Regions from separate parts of the Sus scrofa genome. Here region 1 is linked to region 2. Evidence: chromatin contacts called from public HiChIP or PLAC-seq data. All regions are on one chromosome and are shown on one strand. The core of a region is the stretch at or near the end of the contact, and the rest is flanking DNA. Distances in the headings are between cores, read along the strand shown. Region 1 has its middle 110 kb from the start of ATF7IP. Region 2 overlaps ARHGDIB (Rho GDP dissociation inhibitor beta).

What was found. HiChIP or PLAC-seq counts read pairs in DNA pulled down with a chosen protein or histone mark.
Region 1: an H3K27ac HiChIP or PLAC-seq map of alveolar macrophages shows a contact between it and region 2. The contact joins two enhancer-like sites. A contact is called at or near these places in 1 of 5 promoter capture datasets (fetal liver) and 1 of 2 datasets of contacts at active chromatin or transcription factors (alveolar macrophages).

The regions. Positions count from the first base shown.
Region 1 is chr5:58,260,549-58,263,429 of Sscrofa11.1, reverse strand. No RefSeq gene overlaps it. Among named protein-coding and RNA genes, the nearest start is that of ATF7IP, 110 kb to the right of the region's middle. Within about 2 kb of position 1,344, at least 4 of the 83 cell types and tissues checked have an H3K27ac peak or open chromatin away from gene starts, as enhancers often do. A contact at or near this core is called in alveolar macrophages, where this site is marked.
Region 2 is chr5:57,587,256-57,590,208 of Sscrofa11.1, reverse strand. ARHGDIB (Rho GDP dissociation inhibitor beta) reads right to left here. Exons shown (of 6, transcript NM_001244240.1): 3 at 2,591-2,674. Among named protein-coding and RNA genes, the nearest start is that of ERP27, 11 kb to the left of the region's middle. Within about 2 kb of position 1,543, at least 13 of the 83 cell types and tissues checked have an H3K27ac peak or open chromatin away from gene starts, as enhancers often do. A contact at or near this core is called in alveolar macrophages, where this site is marked.

The DNA.
Region 1 (2,881 bases), core at 95-2,594, 670 kb before region 2:
TGTCTTATTGTTGATCATTCTATCTATATCAATTTTTCTGATATTGTGTAAAGTTTTGATCTGATGATTTAGCTATTCCTTTTTATCAAGAAATTTTTCTTCTTTTACATCTGAATCTTTCCTATAAAGATATTCAATACAAGTATTCCATTTGGGTGGGGGGTGGGATGCTTCTAACCACTAAAAGAATAGCAATTATTCTAATATCGGATAATCTTTGGCCTCCATCATTATCCTTCTCTTTCTAACTGCTTTCATCTTTTTTTTTTTTCCCCCTAGGCCCACACCCACAGTATATGGAGGTTCCCAGGCTAGGGGTCGAATCGGAGCTGTAGCTGCCAGCCTACACCAGGGCCACAGCAACGTGGGATCCCAGCCGCGTCTGCAACCTACACCACAGCTCACGGCAACACCAGATCCTTAACCTACTGAGCAAGGCCAGGGATGGAACCCGGAACCTTGTGGTTCCTAGTCAGATTCGTTAACCACTGAGCCATGACAGGAACTCCCTAACTGCTTTCATCTTTATCTCTTTTCTCCAACACTGTTTAAGAACTAATCAGGTCTTAATTTAGTTAACCCTTATCTATGGATAACGCCTACTGTTCCTGTTGTTTTTTTCAGAAGACTAGCAGGGAATATACTCAAGCTGGAGTGATTTAATGAATAGTTAATAAAAGGATCATTTTCAAAATGTTGGGCAGAATGTTGGGTGACCACAGGGAATAGTGAAGGGCTCTAGGTTTCACAACACATAGCTACTGTTACCGTCCTTGGTCATAAAGGACAGAGGACAAAGTGATTACTACTTCCTTTAGATAGAGGGAGATACTTCGGTAAGGCTCCTTGCCAGAAAATACGACTTTCAGTTAAGGAGTAGAGCCCTGTGACCTCATAGGAAGAGGAGTGGGGGGAAATGAACACCTCAGCTTTACTCTCTTCTCTCTCTTTGATTGTCTTTGAATGCTTCCTATTGCCCAGATTCAATCAGAAGTTAAAAGTCAAGGAATTTTATTGATACAGTCCATATAGATCAGTCTCTACCTCCTGGGACACAAAGTAGAGCAGAGAAGAATGGATAATAAATCTAGAGGGACAAAATTAAAATATTTAGTACATCCATTTTACACTCTAGTACTACACCATTCTGACTCCAGCAGGAGGTTGTTAGGAAATATATAAATATCCAAGTCTTTTCAAACTAAACACAACAAAAGAAAAAGAGAAAATGAAAACTTTTTAAATCCACATGCCACATTCCTTTTGGAAACCACTGTATATGAACTGTAAGCTTCTTTGATTGCTACAGTGCATGAATGCATCCAGGAGATGGCAGCATTGGTAAAGTATAGCACTATTTAGAAATGTTTAAGGTATTTTCCACAACTGTCACTGCTAACTTCCTAAATGGGAATAACCTATTAAATGAACCGTTAGTCCTAAATAACGAAATGCAGAAATACTTAACTATTATCAAATAACAGCATGGCTCTAGGAAGGTGATTATTCACAAAAGTACATATATCCCAGGACTTAACTGATAAAACTCCTCAAATTCGGAAGGTCCCATTGCAGTTCAGCGGTAACAAGCCTGACTAGTATCTGTGAGGATGTGGGTTCAATCCCTGGCTTTGCTCAGTGAATTAAGGATCTAGCATTGCCGTGAGCTGTGATGTAGGTTGCAGACATGGCTCAGATCCCTTGTTGCTATGGCTGTGGAGTAGGCTGGCCGCTTGTAGCTCTGATTCAACCTCTAGCCTGGGAACTTCCATATGCCAGGGGTGTGACCCTAAAAAGACAAAAAAAAATTCCTCAAATCCAAGAGACATATATCTATAAATATAAAATATTATATAATATCTTTATAAAATTTGCATAAATTATTAACTTTTTAAAGCTTGGGTTGTAGATATATAAGAAAATCTATAAACTGTGCTTAAAAGCAAGTTTAATAACTTTTATTCATAAAATATATATAAAGCATCATTTCAGACACAGTGACAAACTACAACCAGAATATCATAGACATAACATCAGCTACGAGAAAAAAGTTAATTTGCTTTGATTTTTATTATTATTATTATTTTCGTCTTTTTAAATTTTCTAGGGCCGCACCCACGGCATGTGGAGGTTCCCAGGCTAGGGATCTAATAGGAGCTGTAGCTGCTGGCCTACGCCAGAGCCACAGCAACACCAGATCCGAGCTGCGTCTGCAACCTACACCACAGCTCATGGCAATGCCGGATCCTTAACCCACTGAGCAAGGCCAGGGATTGAACCCACAACCTCAAGATTCCTAGTCGGATTTGTTAACAACTGAGCCACAACGGGAACTCCTAATTTGCTTTTAAATGTCATTTCTAAACTGCTTTAATCATGCCCAACATTCAAACTTATAAAGTCTTAAAGATTCAGACAGATATTGTCAGTATTTCAGACTAAGCACAGTCTGGCCCTCTAAACCCTCATTCTGCCAAAGAGATAGGCAAACCCAACAAATTAGAATACCGTTGGATTTTTTTTTTTTTTTTTTTTGTCTTTTTGCCATTTCTTGGGCCGCTTCCGCGGCACATAGAGGTTCCCAGGCTAGGGGTCTAATCGGAGCTGTAGCTACCAGCCTACGCCAGAGCCACAGCAACGCGAGATCCAAGCCGCGTCTGCAACCTACACCACAGCTCATGGCAACGCCGGATCATCAACCTGCTGAGCAAGGGCAGGGATGGAACCCGCAACCTCATGGTTCCTAGTCGGATTCGTTAACCACTGCACCACGACGGGAACTCCCAGTTGGATCTTGCTCTAATACAGCAAGTTGCTCTGTACTGGGAAGGCCAGCTCACTTAACTCCATCTTGGGAGTCATACAAGACTTCACCAAGGAA
Region 2 (2,953 bases), core at 294-2,793:
AGATGCTGTGGCTGTGGTGTAGGCCGGCAGCTACAGCTCTGATTCGACCCCTAGCCTGGGAAACTCCATATGCCTCTGGTGAGGCCCTAAAAAGACAACAAACAAACAAACAAACAAACAAACACACAAACACACACACGTTTGAAATGCCTGAAATCTTACAGCTAGAAATGAAAGACATATGACTGAGCTTTTCCCCACATTTGACTGCAACCCTAAGAATATGCAAGATATTGTGATTAAAGACTGCCCCCACCCCTCAAACAGAGACATATAAGGAAAAACGTTGTATAAGAGTAACAGCTTACTCAGTTTTTATAGGTTTGTTAACCTTTATGATGTTTTCTAGCTTTTAATAGTGGTCTCCTTTGGTTCCCTTTTTTTTTAATTTAATTTTATTTTATTTTCCCACTGTACAGCAAGGGGATCAAGTTATCCTTACATGTATACATTACATTTTTTCCCCACCCTTTGTTCTGTTGCAACATGAGTATCTAGACAAAGTTCTCAATGCTACTCAGCAGGATCTGCTTGTAAATCTATTCTAAGTTGTGTCTGATAAGCCCAAGCTCCCGATCCCTCCCACTCCCTCCCCCTCCCATCAGGCAGCCACAAGTCTTTTTTCCAAGTGGTTCCCTTTTTATCTTTCTAAGTAAATAATTACGTTGGTATTTAATTTCGCTTTTGGGTTTGCAAGTTCATGTCATTTTTCTTAAGGAAAGTCCCTGAAGTGATAAAAGCTTTAGGCTCTGTAACACTGAGATCTGCCCCTCATTGCTGTTCCCTGGTTAGAGAGGTGATTTTTCTCTGTTCCTCTCCCAATGTGACCCTGTGTAATTTGACATTTGGAGTGACTGTGTGTGTGTGTGTTTTGTACATGTCTATGTAGATGCTTCAAACACAGAGCTGGTACCAACATGCTATGTAATTACCTGGGATTCATCTCAACAGCTTTTTTTTTTTTTGTCTTTTTTAGGGCTACACCTGCAGCATAGGGAAGTTCCCAGGCTAGGAGTGGAATTCTCTGCCACAGCCATAGCAATGTGGGATCCAAGCTGAGTCTGCGACCTATACTGCAGCTCATGGCAACGCCAGATCCTTAACCCACTGAGTGAGGCCTGGGATCGAACCCACATCTTCATGGATACCAGCCAGGTTCTTTACCATTGAGCCACAATGGGAACTCAATAGCTTTTTTTGTGTGTGACAGAAAATGAAATTTGTATTTCTTACTGCTGGGACAAGGGACAGAGACCAAGCATTTCTGGCAATTTCATCCAGCCCTTCTGAACAGAACAGATTTCCTTAGTGCTAATTCAGACCTGACCATGCAAAATGATAACGACATGCAATTTCACACAGGAAGAGGTCCAAGAGCACCGTGAGAGAGAGGGAGGGAGTTCTCTCCTGGAGAAATGCTAGAATGTGGGGGTGGTTGAGTTTGTGAGCCTGAACTAGTGATTTCAGTTGAACAGGAAGTATGTCTTCTCAGCCTCCAATTTCCTCCCTGTGACAAAAAAGCCCGTATAAGGTAAAGCATGGCTGCATCCTGTGAGAGCAGAACCAACTCACTGTCAAGCCTGCTGTTCTAGAGTCACGCTTTGCTCTGTCTCATGGGTCCAGTTTTTGAATCTGGTAATAATGTTTTCTTTTTTCACTAAAAACCTGCCTTTGAGGCTTCCAACCTCTAGCTCAGTGGCTCTTTTCTCATCCCTTTCCGTTGCCCATTTCTCCCTCAACAGCCACATTCTCAGCCTTTCCTTATTCTCCTCCAGACCTATGTCTCAGGAGAGAACTTGACCCTTGTCACAAGAAAGTGAAAGAGAATAACATCTTAACTTGCCCATCTTTTGTGGCAGAATTTGCTTCTCTAAAAGAATCAGAGCTTTAAGCTAAACTAATAAGCATTTAACAGTGGAATTCCTGGCATTCCTCAGGAGGTCTTAGACTGCTTCTTGCCTTCAGGTAAGTTCTATAGCTGATATAAGATCAATATTTTTGGAGTTCCCATCATGGTTCAGTGGTTAACAAATCCAACTATGAACCATGAGGTTGCGGGTTCGATCCCTGGCCTCACTCAGTGGGTTAAAGATCTAGCATTGCTGTGGCTGTGGTGTAGGCCGGTGGCTACAGCTCCAATTGGACCGCTAGCCTGGAACCTTCATGTGCCATAGAAGCGGCCCAAGAAATGGCAAAAAAAAAAAAAAAATCAATATTTTCTCTGGTGTTTAGATTGTATAAATATTACAATATCAGAGGCACACAGCTTGCTCTTTAGTATTTCCATCAGCAGTCTTTTTACATGAATGATCAGTTTTCTGCTATCATGTGATGATAAAAATCTGAAGGAAATATGATTCAAGTACTTATGCCAGCTCATTTTTCCGTGAAATAGAGACAGAGGTTGGGCTTTTCATTAAGCACGATAAATATTGTGTACTCTGAGAGCAATGACCTGTGAACCAGTCCCAAGAGAACTTATTAGAAATCACCTTACTGGGGTTTGCTTTTGTGGGGACAGGGGACAAAGGCCAAATTTTCCCAGTGATACCATTAGGCCCCGCTGAACAGAACAGATGTGTCCACTTACCCGTGAGGTCCATGGTGATCGGTCCTGGGGCACTTTCACAAACCAGGGTGAGGCGGGTGACAGTGACATTGGGGGCCGAAGGGTCTGCAGGGTTCAAAAGGGAATGTGAGCACAGAGAAGAGGCATATACACTGTGTGTGTGTGTGTGTGTGTGTGTGTGCGCGCGCGCGCGCACCCATTTCAAATAGAATAGAGAGAGAGAAAAGGAAAAGGGACATCTCTGTCTGGAGAAGAAATAGAAAAGGAAGTGGCAGATTCACCATGCTTGATCTTAGTGATTTTTGTTAATTCCAGTGATGCTATTTCTGCTTCCAGGGCTTGTAGGTCCATTTTAATCATCAATAGCAAACATTGCCTGAGTGG